Regions from separate parts of the Sus scrofa genome. Here regions 1 and 2 are each linked to region 3. The links are chromatin contacts, called in public HiChIP or PLAC-seq maps. All regions are on one chromosome and are shown on one strand. Each heading gives the region's core, a stretch centred on a gene start, on an enhancer-like site or on the middle of the called end of the contact. The rest is flanking DNA. Distances are from core to core; before and after follow the strand shown.

Region 1 (4,338 bases), core at 926-3,425, 200 kb before region 3:
CGACCTCAGACCCAGCCTGAAGACATAACTTGACTCTAAAGCGGAGAACTAAGTACCTGTTCTCGCTCAGACCCCAGACTCAAGACTTCAGACCTGTGACCTCAGGCGCTGTCCCCAGACCTCGCTCTGCCCCTCCAGGATACTCACGTCCCAAACCGAGGTGGTCTCAACCCACGAGGCCCCCAGGACCCTGCGCCAGAGTTGGTCCAGTCCTGCCAGGCGCCGCCGCTTGCCAATTCCCAGACAGGGCGCCGGCAGATCTGTCCGCGCAGTCCTCCTGGATCACTGGGCATGCGCACGTCCCCGGGGCTTGCTGGGAAATGTAGTTCTGACCCTCCGCGAGGGGGCGCTAGATGTTGGGGCCGCTAGTTTGAATCCCAGACTTCCATTTACCCAGAGTGAAACCCAAGAGCTGGCCTCTGAGGCTTTTTTCCTCAACTGCAATATGGGGTTAAAAAGAACGCTGATTGTGGAGTCCCCATCCTGGCTCAGCGGAAACGAATCTGACTAGCATACATTGGGGACGCGGGTTCCATCGCAGGGTTAAGGGTCCGCCGCTACAGCTCGGATTTGACCCCTAGCATGGGAACCTCCATATTCCGCTTGTGCCCTAAAAAGAAAAAAGAAAAGATGGAGTTCCCGTCGTGGCTCAGTGGTTAACGAATCCGACTAGGAACCATGAGGTTGTGGGTTCGATCCCTGGCCTTGCTCAGTGGGTTAAGGATCCGGCGTTGCTGTGAGCTGTGGTGTAGGTTACAGAAGTGGCTCGGATCCCACGTTGCTGTGGCTCTAGCGTAGGCCGGCGGCTGCAGCTCTGATTCGACCCCTAGCCTGGGAACCTCCATGTGCCATGGGAGCGGCCCAAGAAATGGCAAAAAGGAAAACAAAAAAAAAAAAAAAAAAAGAAGAAGAAGAAAAGAAAAAAAGCACTGCTTGGGAGTTCCCTAGTGGTCTAGTGGTTAGGACTCAGCGTTGTCGCTGCTGCAGCCAAAGTTCAAATCCATAGTCTGAGAACTGAGATTCCGCATGCTGGAGCCAAAAATCAAAAGTGTGGCTCAGCTAGATCTGGCAGTTGTCACTGATGTGGCTCGTGGCTCTGGTTACCACTGTGGTGCGGGTTTGATCCCTGACCCAGGAACTTCCACATGCCACCGACACTAAAAAAGAAAGAAAAAGATGAAGAAATGAGACTGGGAGTTGCCATTGTGGCTCAGTGGTAACGAATCAGACCGACTGGCATTCTGGGCCTCACTCAGTGGGTTAAGGATCCAGCGTTGCTTTAAACTGTGGTGTAGGCCACAGGTGTGGCTCAGATCCTGTATTGCTGTGGTGTAGACTGGCAGCTACCACTCGATTTGACTCCTAGCCTCGAAATGTCCATGTGCCATGGGTGGGGCCCCTAAAAAGACAGGGGAAAAAATGAAGAAAGAAAGAAATGAGACTGGAAAATCCTAAACTAGCGTTAAGAGATTCTCTCAATTCCAGGGACACTGGAAGCAGGGCAGGGACCATACTGTGGACGGACTTTAGCTCACAGTAGGGAGGGTTAGGGTTAGCAGAATGGCTCACCTGTCTTAACGTTACCTCCCTGAGCTTCTGGCTTCCTTAATTGTAAACTGAGGATGATAAAATACATACCTACCTCCTAATCATGAGAATTAAACAAAATCGAGCTGATTATGGATTTAGCAATAGGGTTGGGACATAATGAGTCTAATATATGTCAGCTTTTATTACCTTCAGGTTTTCAGTAATTGCTCATTGAATAGAATCAGGAATGTATAAGGTGTGATACTTAAGGGAAGTGATAAGAAACCAAAGGACAAGAAGTCAAGGAAACATCCTTTGAATCAAGGAAAACCTACTGTATAGTACAGGGAGCTACATTCAATATCTTGTAATAACCTGTAATGAAAAAGAAGCTAACAAAGTATACATACATGTGTAACGATCCCTTTGTTATACAGCTGAAAAAAACACAACATTGTAAATCAACTATATTTTAATAAAAGTTTTTAAAAAAATCCACATCCTTTGAAAGTCCCCTCCTGCAGTAAACTAGGGATATCTATAAAAGTTTAAAGCAGTCAAAATAAATGTTGCCCTAAGACAAAATACTACGCTCCCCATAAATCGCTAGGAGCCTACAACTCCCAGGCACCCTTCGGTCGCTGACGTATTCCGGAAACGTGCACGTGCGGGCAGTCGGCATAGGTCATGGCGGCCAGACGCCTTTTCGGGGCTGCCCGTAGCTGGGCCGCCTGGCGGGCCTGGGAGCTCTCAGATGCCGCCGTTTCTGGGCGACTCCATGTACGAAATTACGCCAAAAGACCGGGTGAGCTGGGTTACGAGAGACCAAGACGGCAGTGGTGGGAACATTGGGAAGTTGGTAGTGCGCAAGCGCGGGTTGGGGAGGCGCGTCCTAGAATCAGCACGCAAGCTCAGAGGCCGCTGCTTAGCTCTGTGCAGGCGCAGTTCGAGGTACCTGGGCGCGATTGCAGTCAGTGCGCCGGCACCAGCGTGAAGCCCCTAAGGCTGTGGCTGGGGTCTGTGCTAGCTGGAGCAAAGTCGCCTTACTGGGAAAGGGTTTTCTTGGAAGGGTGCGGGGCTGAGGGGCCGAGGAAGTAATGAAGTTGGCCACCTCTCATGTTTCTGCCTCCAAATCGGTTACCTTTGGCAAGGATTGGAGCCATATGGGGACCCATCCAAGTATTAAAACGAAAAGAAATTTTCTCTGGAAACACCCTTGCCTGATTTCCTCTGTCGAAAGGAGGGACTTGGCAATTGTGAGGGTTTAAAAACACCAAGCAGCCGGCGGAGACTTTCTCCATGAGCTAAACATAAGGAATGAAAATGGAATTGGAAAGGGATGACTTGGTCACTTGAATGTTAGTGCCATTTAATGCAGTAGCCGTGTTCCAGTTTAAATGGTTTTGCATGTAGCATACAAGGTCCAGCCAGGGCAGAAAGGGGTGGCTTCTTGAGGGTGAAGTTGGGCTGAAATGATTCTACCCTATCACAGTCATTAAGGGGGGCAAAGGCGGCAAAGGCGCTGTGGTCGGTGAGGCTCTTAAGGACCCAGAGGTGTGTACAGACCCCTTCCGTCTCACCACACATGCCATGGGCGTCAATATCTACAAGGAGGGCCAGGATGTCGTTCTGAAGCCAGATTCTGAGTACCCAGAGTGGTAAGTGGACTGGGACTGGGTGAGGAGGGCCTGGCTAGTCAAATCTGAGGTTTCCAGAAGGCTTCCCTGGGAAGGTGATACGAGTCAAGACCTGAGTGGGTGAACAGAGCTTCAGAGGTGGATGGGAACAGTCAGTGCAAAGACCTGAACCTGGTCTGTTAGTGAGAGCAGGGGGCAAGGTGGAGAGTAGAGGGAGACAGGACAGGAACTTGATGGAGCACAGCCTGTGTGCACCCGGGGTGGGGGTGGGGCTGCAGGGAGGATTTTGCTCTTGGCCCTGAGGGCGGTGGCAGGATGTCGAAGCCCTTGGCGTGAGCTGATCCTTTAAGCTGGGGAAAGTTTAGAGAGGTTGAGTGAGTGAGTGGGGAGGCCATACAGGCAGGCAGTGACACAGGGACAATGGCTAGGAGGCAGAAGCCTTGGTCCACCTCAGATCCCAGGGCCATTGGGATAGGAGCACCCTCTCGTTCCACAACCAGGAACCTGGCTAGGGGTGGAGAGGGACGGTCCTGAGGTCATGCAGCCACCATGGGACTCAGTCCTGCTGCTGCCTCTGCCTAGAGTGCCTGGAGTGCGGAAGCCATGCAGGGGCTGCTCTGCAACCCCAACTACCGCCCACTCCCTGTCAGGCTGTTCGAGATGAACGTGGGCCCCCCCAAGAAGCTGGAGGAACTGGACCCCGAGACCCGAGAATACTGGCGGCTGCTGCGGAAACACAACATTTGGCGCCACAACCGGCTGAGCAAGAACCGAAAGTTCTAGCAGGCGAGGAACCAGAGCACCGGGACCTCCAAGGACCTGAGGAGACAGAAGGTGTAGGGAGGGGAAGTACCTCCACCTTCCCGCCCCCACAACCTTTTATTTTCCGGAAAAGACAGACTTTTCTGAAAACAGAGATCTTCCTCTCACTGGGGTTCCTGGGTGGTCCCCACAGTGAGGCCGAATTAAGGTCCTGGGGACCAGTAAAGACTTCTTGGGGCAATTGTTGACAGGCCCTGGATGGTGCTGGGTCATGTCTCACATTGGGGCCAGGAGGGACTTGGGGCAGGCAGTGGGGAGGGAGGTATACTTCAAACTCTGTGGTTCCATGGCCCAGCCTCCACTCCCAGTGGTTGGTCTGGCTTCTACAGGTCCATCTTCACTTCCATGC
Region 2 (4,220 bases), core at 720-3,219, 160 kb after region 3:
ATCATAGCAGCATTATTTGCAATAGCTAAAATATGAAAGAAACCCCAATATCCATCAACAGTCGAATGGATATTAACAAATGTGGTCTGGAAGTTCCTGTTGTGGCTCAGTAGTAACAAACCTGACTAGCATCCATGAGGACGCCAGTTCAATCCCTGGCCTCACTCAGTGGGTTAAGGATCTGGTGTTGCCATGAGCCATGGTGTTGGTTGCAGACACGGCTCAGATCCTGCATTGCTGTGGCTGTGGCCTAGGTTGGCAGCTGCAGCTCTGATTGGACCCCTAGCTTGAGAACTTCCATACGCTGCTGGTGTGGCCCTAAAAAGTAAAAAAAGAAAAAAGAAAAATAAATGTGGTCTGTACATACAATGGAATATTATTCAGCCTGCAAAAGGAAGAACATTCTGACACAGGCTACAATATGGATGAAACTTGAGGACATTATGCTCAGAGAATAAGCCAGATAAAAAACCACAAATACTGTATCATTTCACTTATGGGAGGTCCCTAGAGGAGTCAGACTCATAGAGAAAGTAGATGGTGGGTGCCAGGGCGTGGGGGAGGGGGATGGAGAGTTAGTATTTAATGAGAACACTAGGAAGATGAAAAAGCTCTGGAAATGGATGGTGGTGATGGTTGTATAACATTATAAATGTATTCAATACTGCTGAACTGTAGTCTTAAAATAGTTAAGAAAGTAAATTTTATATTGCGTATATTTTATGAGTATTTTTTAAATTGGGGGAAAAATAGTCATTTTCAGTGATGGCTCCCTGGCCACCTGGTTTCAATGCAGCCCTCAGCTCTTCTTATCTGCTTTGCTTTTCTCCCTAGCTCTTACCACCATCTGGTTTCTTTTTATTCTTCTTTCTTTTTTTTTGGCTGCAACACAGCATAGGGAAGTTCCCTGATTAGGGATCCAATCCAAGCCACAGCTCCAGCAAGGCAGGATCCTTAAACTGCTGCGCCACAGCAGGAACTCCCCACTATCTGATTTCTTATACTTATTTGCTGCTCATCTGTCTTGTTCTGTGATGTGGCTCCAGGTTGGAGAAAGTGTCTGGTATAAGGTAAGTACTTGAATGTTTGTGGAATAAAGTGAAAAACACCCAGGAGGGAAGAGTGGGGCTGCACATCATCTAAGAGCTCACTGATGCCTGACTCAGAATGAACGAGCCAGCCTTTGTGGGAGGGGGGCAATCTTCTCCCCAGTTTACAGAAGGGGAAAGGAAACCCAGAAAGAAGTGACCCAGCCAAGGTCTCAGCGTACGGAGGGACTTCTTTTCAGCGTGGTTGGAGGAGTGTTTCTGATACATCCTCCAGGTTCCTCCCCAGGTCAAAACCCTTCCGCATCACCCTTAGTGTCAACTCCCCAGCCTGGCACTTGAGGCCCATCCTGGCCTCCTTCTGGAAACCTCTTTGATCTAATCTGCTCTCTAAGTTTATTTCCACCCCACCCCCCCGCTTTGCCCGGGTAGTGCATTCTGCCTGGATATACATTGGGTGCTCCCTTATCAGAACTTGAAGACCACCCCATCGCTGGTCCTTCCCCGAGTCACCAGCCTAACCGACCCAGAGCTGGGCGTGTTCGCGTCCCCGGCCGCGCTGGGGCGTCACTTCCCGCCCCCTCCTCATTGGGAAGTCCCTCCCATTATCTAGCCTCAGTGTCTCCTGCTATTCCCACAATTCCCCGCTGCCGGTAGGCCCCGCCCAGCCCACGGCCCTGGGGGTAGCTGTCGGGATCCCGCCGCGCTCACCTCGGGGAGACCGCACTTGCCCTTGTCTGCGTACGGCGACAGGCCAGCCGCATAATTCACCGACATCCTCACCGCCCCAACGGGAACAATAAAGTTTCCCTTGTTGTGGCCGCTTCCGCCGGAAATGGGGTGGGACGGGGAAGGAGGAGCCGCATTCCCATCCACCGCACCTGGCGTCTCCTTCCAAGACGCATGCGCCCCGGACGGACGCTGCGGTCGCCATATTAACTGATGGCAAAGGGAGACCTGCTTCCAGCTTCTGCTTCGTACTGTATGCTGGGCATGTAGCGGGTGGTGGGAAAAAGGCTGTCCAGTGACCGGGCTGGAAACTGGGGGATAGCCGACGAGAGAGTTCTCTAGTCGCCTCTAAAGCGAGGGGCACGAAGATCAGTGCCCTTTTCCCCTTTTCTCACAAATGAGTGAATTGACGTTCCCCTTACTCGCCCTCCACTCTTGCAGAACAGAGCTTGAGAGAAGGGACCCGGGACTCATGCTCCCAATCCAAGGTTCTTTCCCCTGAAAATTTCAGAATTTTCTAAATTTACAAATGTACAGTACCTGTGCGTCGTGGGGGCAATTTGGGGCCTCACTAAGGGAAGGTTGAGGACGCCACTCTTAAGATACTTGGACATTATCTAGGTGGGCGATAATCACTCAGCAGGACAGGTCTCGACTGCACCAAGAAAATGGAGAAACTGCTTCCGGTCACTGGGGCTGGTGGCCTTTAGGACTCATTTAAGAAATGTATTGCACAGCCACTAGGGGGACGCTGGAGAGCAAATGCAGCATTTCATGACCTAGCAGTGGTGACTTAGTGTGACCTGTGTGTAATGAGGGCATTGAGCAAGGAAGGCGCTCTGGCGGAGGCAGCTGACCCAGCCTGGGAGACAACCAGGAAGGCTTCCTGGAGGAGGAAATGTTTCACTAAAGATCTGAACAGTGAGTACAAGTGAGGTGGGGGAAATCAGCCAATTGGGGCTGACAGGAGGTACAGAAAGAGGGCTCCTGGCAGAGGAACAGCAAGTCCAAAGGATGGGAAGAGCAGAAGAGGGTGGCTCTTTCCAGAAACTGAAATCTGCCCAGTGATGTTAGGGAAAAACATCCATGTCTTCCTGCCAAAGCCTGGTGGCCAACAGACAGGCCCACTGCCAGTCTGTCTCCTCCCTCTGCTCATCCCCTACCATTGGGGGTGGCTGCCTGTTCAGAGCTGATCAGGTGTCAGAGCTGAGTGCTGGGAGCTGCTGGTGTGAGCTGGTGGCCCCGCTGGAGCAGGTAACCAGAGCCGGCAGTGGACACGGTGGCCTGGTGCTGGAGTCAGTGGAGCTGCAGAAGGTAGGGGCAGAGGAGATGAGGGAGGCCTGGGCTGGAGGCTCCCCTTAGGGCCTCAGGCCCCTTGCCCCTGGGCACTGGCATATGGGAGAATGGAGGGCTGGTGTATGCCCCAGTTATGCTGAGGCAACAGGCACCCAGACACACACACACACGCACACACACACACACGCACACCCATTCATGGGTGCACTTTGCACTTCTCAGCCTTTTGCCGTGGTTAGGGTACATCCCTTCTTTTCCTGCTGCTGCTGCTCAATATCCTGCCCAGCCATCAGGCCCTGTTTATATATCAACACCTCCTCCAGGAAGCAGCTCCCTAGACGCTTCCTCTTGCCCCCAAGCCCACAGATTCCCTCCTGCCCCAGCAACTTGTGAACTTCTCTCGAGGGTGTCATTTACACCCTGCTCTGGGTGTGATTGAGTCCTTTAGACAGGAGTAAAGAAAAAGAGTGGGTGGGTGGTGAGTGGGTACATTGATTAAATGGGGTGAATTGAAGGAATGAGTGAATGGATGGGCAGTAGATGGATGGGAGGGTGGATGGATGATGGGTGGGTAGGTGGGTGTTGGTTGTGTGGGTGGCTACATAGGTGGGTAGGCAGGTGGATAAGTGAATGGATGAGTGGTTGGTTGGACAGGTGGGTGGTGGGTGGGTAGGTGGTAGCCAGTGGGTAAATGGATACATGGATCTATGGATAGGTGAGTGGGCAGCTGGATGGGCAGGTAGGTAGGTGGATGGTGGATGGATGGGCGGGTGGATGTTGGTTGAAGCATGGGTGTTTGTTTGTTTTGTGGGTTTTTTTTTTCTTTTTAGGGCCACACCCACAGCATGTGGAGGTTCTCAGGCTAGGGGCCAAATCAGAGCTACAGCTGCTGTCCACAGCCACAGCCACAGCAACACCAGATCCAAGCCACATCTGCGACCCATACCACAGCTCACGGCAGTGCCAGATCCTTAACCCAATGAGCTAGTTGGACTCCTTTCTGCTGCGCCATGATGGGAACTCCTGAAGTGTGGTTCAAGGGTGCAAGGAGAACCATGAGAAGATGCGTTGAGTGGTGGATCGTGGGTGGATGTGGAAGGGGGGGCTTGGGTAGAAGGATAGACACACAGGTGAATGGAGGGGTGGGTT
Region 3 (4,157 bases), core at 26-2,525:
TTCTTTCTTTTTTTTTTTTTTTGTCTTTTTGCTATTTCTTTGGGCCGCTCCTGCGGCATATGGAGGTTCTCAGGCTAGGGGTCCAATCGGAGCTGTAGCTGCCAGCCTACGCCGGAGCCACAGCAACGCAGGATCCAAGCCGTGTCTGCAACCTACACCACAGCTCACGGCAACGCCGGATCGTTAACCCACTGAGCAAGGGCAGGGATCGAACCCGCAACCTCATGGTTCCTAGTCGGATTCGTTAACCACTGCGCCACGACGGGAACTCCTGCATTAATTTTTCTTAAAAAATATTGCACAGGAGTTCCCTAGTGGCCTAGTGGTTAAGGATCTGGCAATGTCACTGCTATGGCTTGGGTCGCTTCTTCGGTGCGGATTCAACTCCTGGCCTGGAAAACTTGCCATGCCCTGAGGAACAGCCAAAAAAAAAAAAAATATGTATATATATCTCTCACATATATCACACAAACATTTATCTTGATAACAGGGTCATTTGGGGCACTCAAATTTCGGCTAATTCTTGCCCTGATATTTATAATGTCAAGGGATGGGCCCTGAAATACACAGTTTTGTCCTCTTTCTTCCTGCTTTTGATACAAGAAACTTTGAGCTCTGTGGCCCGCGAGCACTGAGGAGCCACAGAGAGCTCTTGAGCAGGGGAGTTTCCGGTTAGTGCAGATTCCAAAGGTTTACTGTGGATGGGGAGCCAGAACTAGCGAGAGGAGTACGCTTACGGGTGTGAGGGATGCACGAGCTCCGGGAAGTGGGCAGGAGGTCCCGCATTTCTCCGCCGGGAGCCAACTAAGTGGGGGGCGCCGCGCCCGAGCCCCCTCTGCCGAGCCAGGACCCGGATGTATAGCACGCCTGAGGCTGCACAGCGCTGCTCTGCAAGGCGCCTCGCTGCACGCATTGGCAGCTGCTGAGCCGGCCAACTGTCTTCTCCCCGCCCCCACGCCACCGGGCGTCCGGTCAAGCACCTGGCAGCCGCCTCGCACCGGGGACCCGCAACACCTTGCTGCATTGTTGTCGCCTCTGCTATCTATTCCCTCCCAAGACAGGACCCAGCACCCACCCCTACCTGTGCGGCACTCGTGCGCCTTTAAGAAGCTAGACGCAGCCAGGGGTGGGCGTGGTCGCCGCGAGCTAAAGAGGGGGGCGGTGTCGGGCCACCCTGATTGGCCCGAGGCCCGGGCGGTGGCCGCGCGCGCCTGCGCAGTGCGCGGTCGCGCGCGCCGCGGGGAGGAGGGCGCGCGGGTGCTAATTGGTCGCGGCATAGGCCCCGCCCGCGAGTGGAGGGCAGTCACGTGACGCGACGGCTGGGGGCTCCCGGCGCGGGGGACGCTGGTGGCCAAGATGGCGGCGGAGCTGGTGGAGGCCAAAGTGAGTGAGCGGCCGCGGCGCCGGCCCGGGAGGGTGGGGGGTGCGTGGACCGGGCGGCAGGCCGAGGTCTGCGCCTTCCGCTCGGGGTCCTGAGACACAGCCCGCTCGCACCTCGGCGTCCGGCCTCCTCGCCCGCCCCTGGTCCCCGGACTCCGGGTGCGGGCGGGGCGCGCGGAGGCCGGGGGCGGGGCCCCCGAAAACCTCACCCCACTCTTCGCCCTGGGGGGTCGGCCCCTGGGCTTGAGCTTGGGGTCCCCTTCTCCAGCTCGAGCGGTTAGGTTACCTACAAATCTCCCTAAACACGGGCACAGGGCCGCGCCTCCCAGCTTGAGGCACAGTCCCCACGGACAGCTTCACGGGCTGAGCTGCTTGTCTTCTCGTCCCAAACAGGGGTCCGCGCTCTTTGGCCTTTGGGATTGTCTGCGCGTCTTCTCTCCCGCCATGGCTGCCGTCAGGGTCTTAGCCTCCTCGCCCCAGCCGACTAGCCGACTAGACTGGGGTTGGCTACTCCTTGCTCAGAAGGGTCCCCTGACTCTTCTGCCACCGCTTGCACCGTCCGGAGTGATGAGCTGGGGTCCTCAATGTCCCTCAAAAATAGTGTGTCTCTTGGGGTCTGTACGCTAAACTGGTGTTTGGGGCCCTGTTCAGCTCCTGCTCTGGTTCCAGAACCCCGCCTCCCTCCCGACACCTTCCTCACCCTGGAGTGGGCTTGGTGTTAACTGAGTGTGCCCCCCTGGGATGGAGCTCTGGCCCCTGTGTCCAAGACCTTCCCATCTCTCTCCTCTCAGTCTTCGGTTCTGAGCTCTGCCTTCCTTCTCCCTCTTCCCCTTTAGGACAGCATCTATGCCCTTTTGGACTACTTCTGGGGGTTCTAGTCCTCACCCTTGCGGGATCAGACTCTTATTTCCCAACCTTGGCTGTTTCCTCTGTATTCTACTTCATTGTGGATCTACTGCTCAGATCACACTCCCTTTCCACCTAGCCCCAGAACCCCTGCTTTTGCATCCCAGCTTTGGCATCTGAGGCCCCTCTCTCTTTCTTCTGGTCTCTCGTGTTGGTCCTTGGAAGGTCTCTGATTGACTGCAGGGTAGGATTTTTTCTGTAGGGTAGTTCCTAGTGCTTCTCTGCTGTATTCCTGTTTGGGGTCCAGGTTCCACATCCCATAGATACCATCCCTTCTCTTAGCTTAGGGTCCTTTTTAACCCTCTTGGGACTAAGCTGGAAGCATCAGTTTTCCAGAGATGTATTTTCTTCAAGGTAGCCTCTCTGAGGTGAGGCTCCAGAACTCTTGCCCCTGACTGCACGAGACTTCTTCTGTAAGAAGTTTACTCAAGGCCACAGGTCTCAGGGATGTAGAGGGCAGGACCTTTGCAGAACTGAGGCACCCCCACCCCTCTGGTCTGTCCTCCCCAGGGTCTTGACCTGTAAATGTTTTCTTTCCCTTTCCTTACATCTCCCTTCCCTTCCCACTGGGGTCTGAAATGAAGCCCTCAAGGTTCTGTGATTATAGGGTATTACCCTCCCTTCACCCCTGAGCTCCCTCCCCCTGTACCTAGAACACATGCTTCTGCTCCTCTGGAATTTTGAGAAATTGAGTACCTGCCCTAGAGATGTGCAAGCCCAAGGCAGCAGCCTGCAACCTGAAGTCCCCTGGAGCCCTGAAATTTAACCTCCTCTGCTGTGGGGTTTTGGCTCTGGGCTCCCGCCGATCCTCCAGCCAGAGAGTGGGGTCTGAACTCTTATACCATTCAGGGCCTTGAAATATGATCTGATGAACTCTGCTTGACCCTCCAGTGGCTGCCCCCCCAACCCCAATTAAATCAAGTTGACCCTTTTTCTTGTCTTTTGTCTTTTTTTTTAAAGCTGCACCCACAGCGTATGGAGGTTCTCAGGCTAGGGGTCTAATTGGAGCTATTGCTGCCGGCCTACGCCAGAGCCACAGCAACGTCAGATCCGAGCCGCATCTGCAACCTACACCATGGCTCACGGCAACACCGGATCCTTAACCCACTGAGCAAGGCCAGGGATCAAACCCACAACCTCATGGTTCCTAGTCGGATTTGTTTCCGCTGCGCCACGACGGGAACGCCTTATAATTTTTTTTGTCTCTTGTCTTTTTTTTAGAGGACCCTTTTTCAAGTTTTCTAAAATGTGAGCCTCCATTCAGGGGGGCTCACGACTGCAGCATAGCTTGCTCTGATTCTAGGGAGACTTCTTTTTCCTCCAGTGCTTTGCTGTCACCAAGAAGTGCTTACTATACGTCTCATTGAAATATCTCCCTCTTTTAGGAGCTTTCTCACCCTTTTGTAGTGAGAACCAGAGATTTTGTCTTTTGGAGTGCAAAATGGGCTGGTTCGAGGGGAGGGTGAAGGGGGCTTGTTGATAAACTTGGAAATCTGAGACTCTTAACCTGAGACGGGGTGGTCTAGAAAGTCCCTGAGAGGAGGGTGCGTAGTAGTTTGCACGGAGCTCTGATTTCCTGGAGAGAGGAGCCCCTAAGTTGAGCACAGCTACTCTATCAAGGCTGTTGTTTCTCTAGGCAGCTCCAAAGGAGCCTAGAGTTGAGGCTCTGGAAGCTGCTGGGGCCTGGCGCTGTTTATAAACACAGATCCGAGGGGCAGGGTCAGTATGAAGCCACAGCAGGAAGTGTTCTGCAAAGCGCTTGGGGCTTCTTCCTGAATGTTTGCACCCTGCTCGTGCGCCCCCCCCCCCACCAGTGTCAAGGGCAGGCTCCTGGGTGGTGGCAGCTGCTGAGAAATACGAGTTGTGAACAT

Evidence for each region. HiChIP or PLAC-seq counts read pairs in DNA pulled down with a chosen protein or histone mark.
Region 1: an H3K27ac HiChIP or PLAC-seq map of skeletal muscle shows a contact between it and region 3, with 3 times the contacts expected there. The contact joins the promoter of MRPL54 here to the promoter of PIAS4 in region 3. A contact is called at or near these places in 2 of 2 datasets of contacts at active chromatin or transcription factors (alveolar macrophages and skeletal muscle).
Region 2: an H3K27ac HiChIP or PLAC-seq map of alveolar macrophages shows a contact between it and region 3. The contact joins the promoter of ANKRD24 here to the promoter of PIAS4 in region 3. A contact is called at or near these places in 3 of 47 Hi-C or Micro-C datasets (blood, fetal liver and heart right ventricle) and 1 of 2 datasets of contacts at active chromatin or transcription factors (alveolar macrophages).

What each region holds. Positions count from the first base shown.
Region 1 is chr2:74,926,033-74,930,370 of Sscrofa11.1, reverse strand. It overlaps MRPL54 (39S ribosomal protein L54, mitochondrial), which reads left to right and starts at 2,175. Exons shown (of 3, transcript XM_003123056.5): 1 at 2,175-2,335; 2 at 3,023-3,188; 3 at 3,818-4,338. The coding sequence starts at 2,218. The coding sequence ends at 3,950. It overlaps APBA3 (amyloid beta A4 precursor protein-binding family A member 3), which reads right to left and starts at 294. Exons shown (of 14, transcript XR_002341692.1): 1 at 148-294.
Region 2 is chr2:74,566,151-74,570,370 of Sscrofa11.1, reverse strand. ANKRD24 (ankyrin repeat domain-containing protein 24) reads left to right here and starts at 1,969. Exons shown (of 23, transcript XM_021084071.1): 1 at 1,969-2,696. SIRT6 (sirtuin 6) reads right to left here and starts at 1,832. Exons shown (of 10, transcript NM_001114273.1): 1 at 1,758-1,832. The coding sequence starts at 1,823.
Region 3 is chr2:74,726,910-74,731,066 of Sscrofa11.1, reverse strand. It overlaps PIAS4 (E3 SUMO-protein ligase PIAS4), which reads left to right and starts at 1,275. Exons shown (of 11, transcript XM_003354007.4): 1 at 1,275-1,383. The coding sequence starts at 1,357.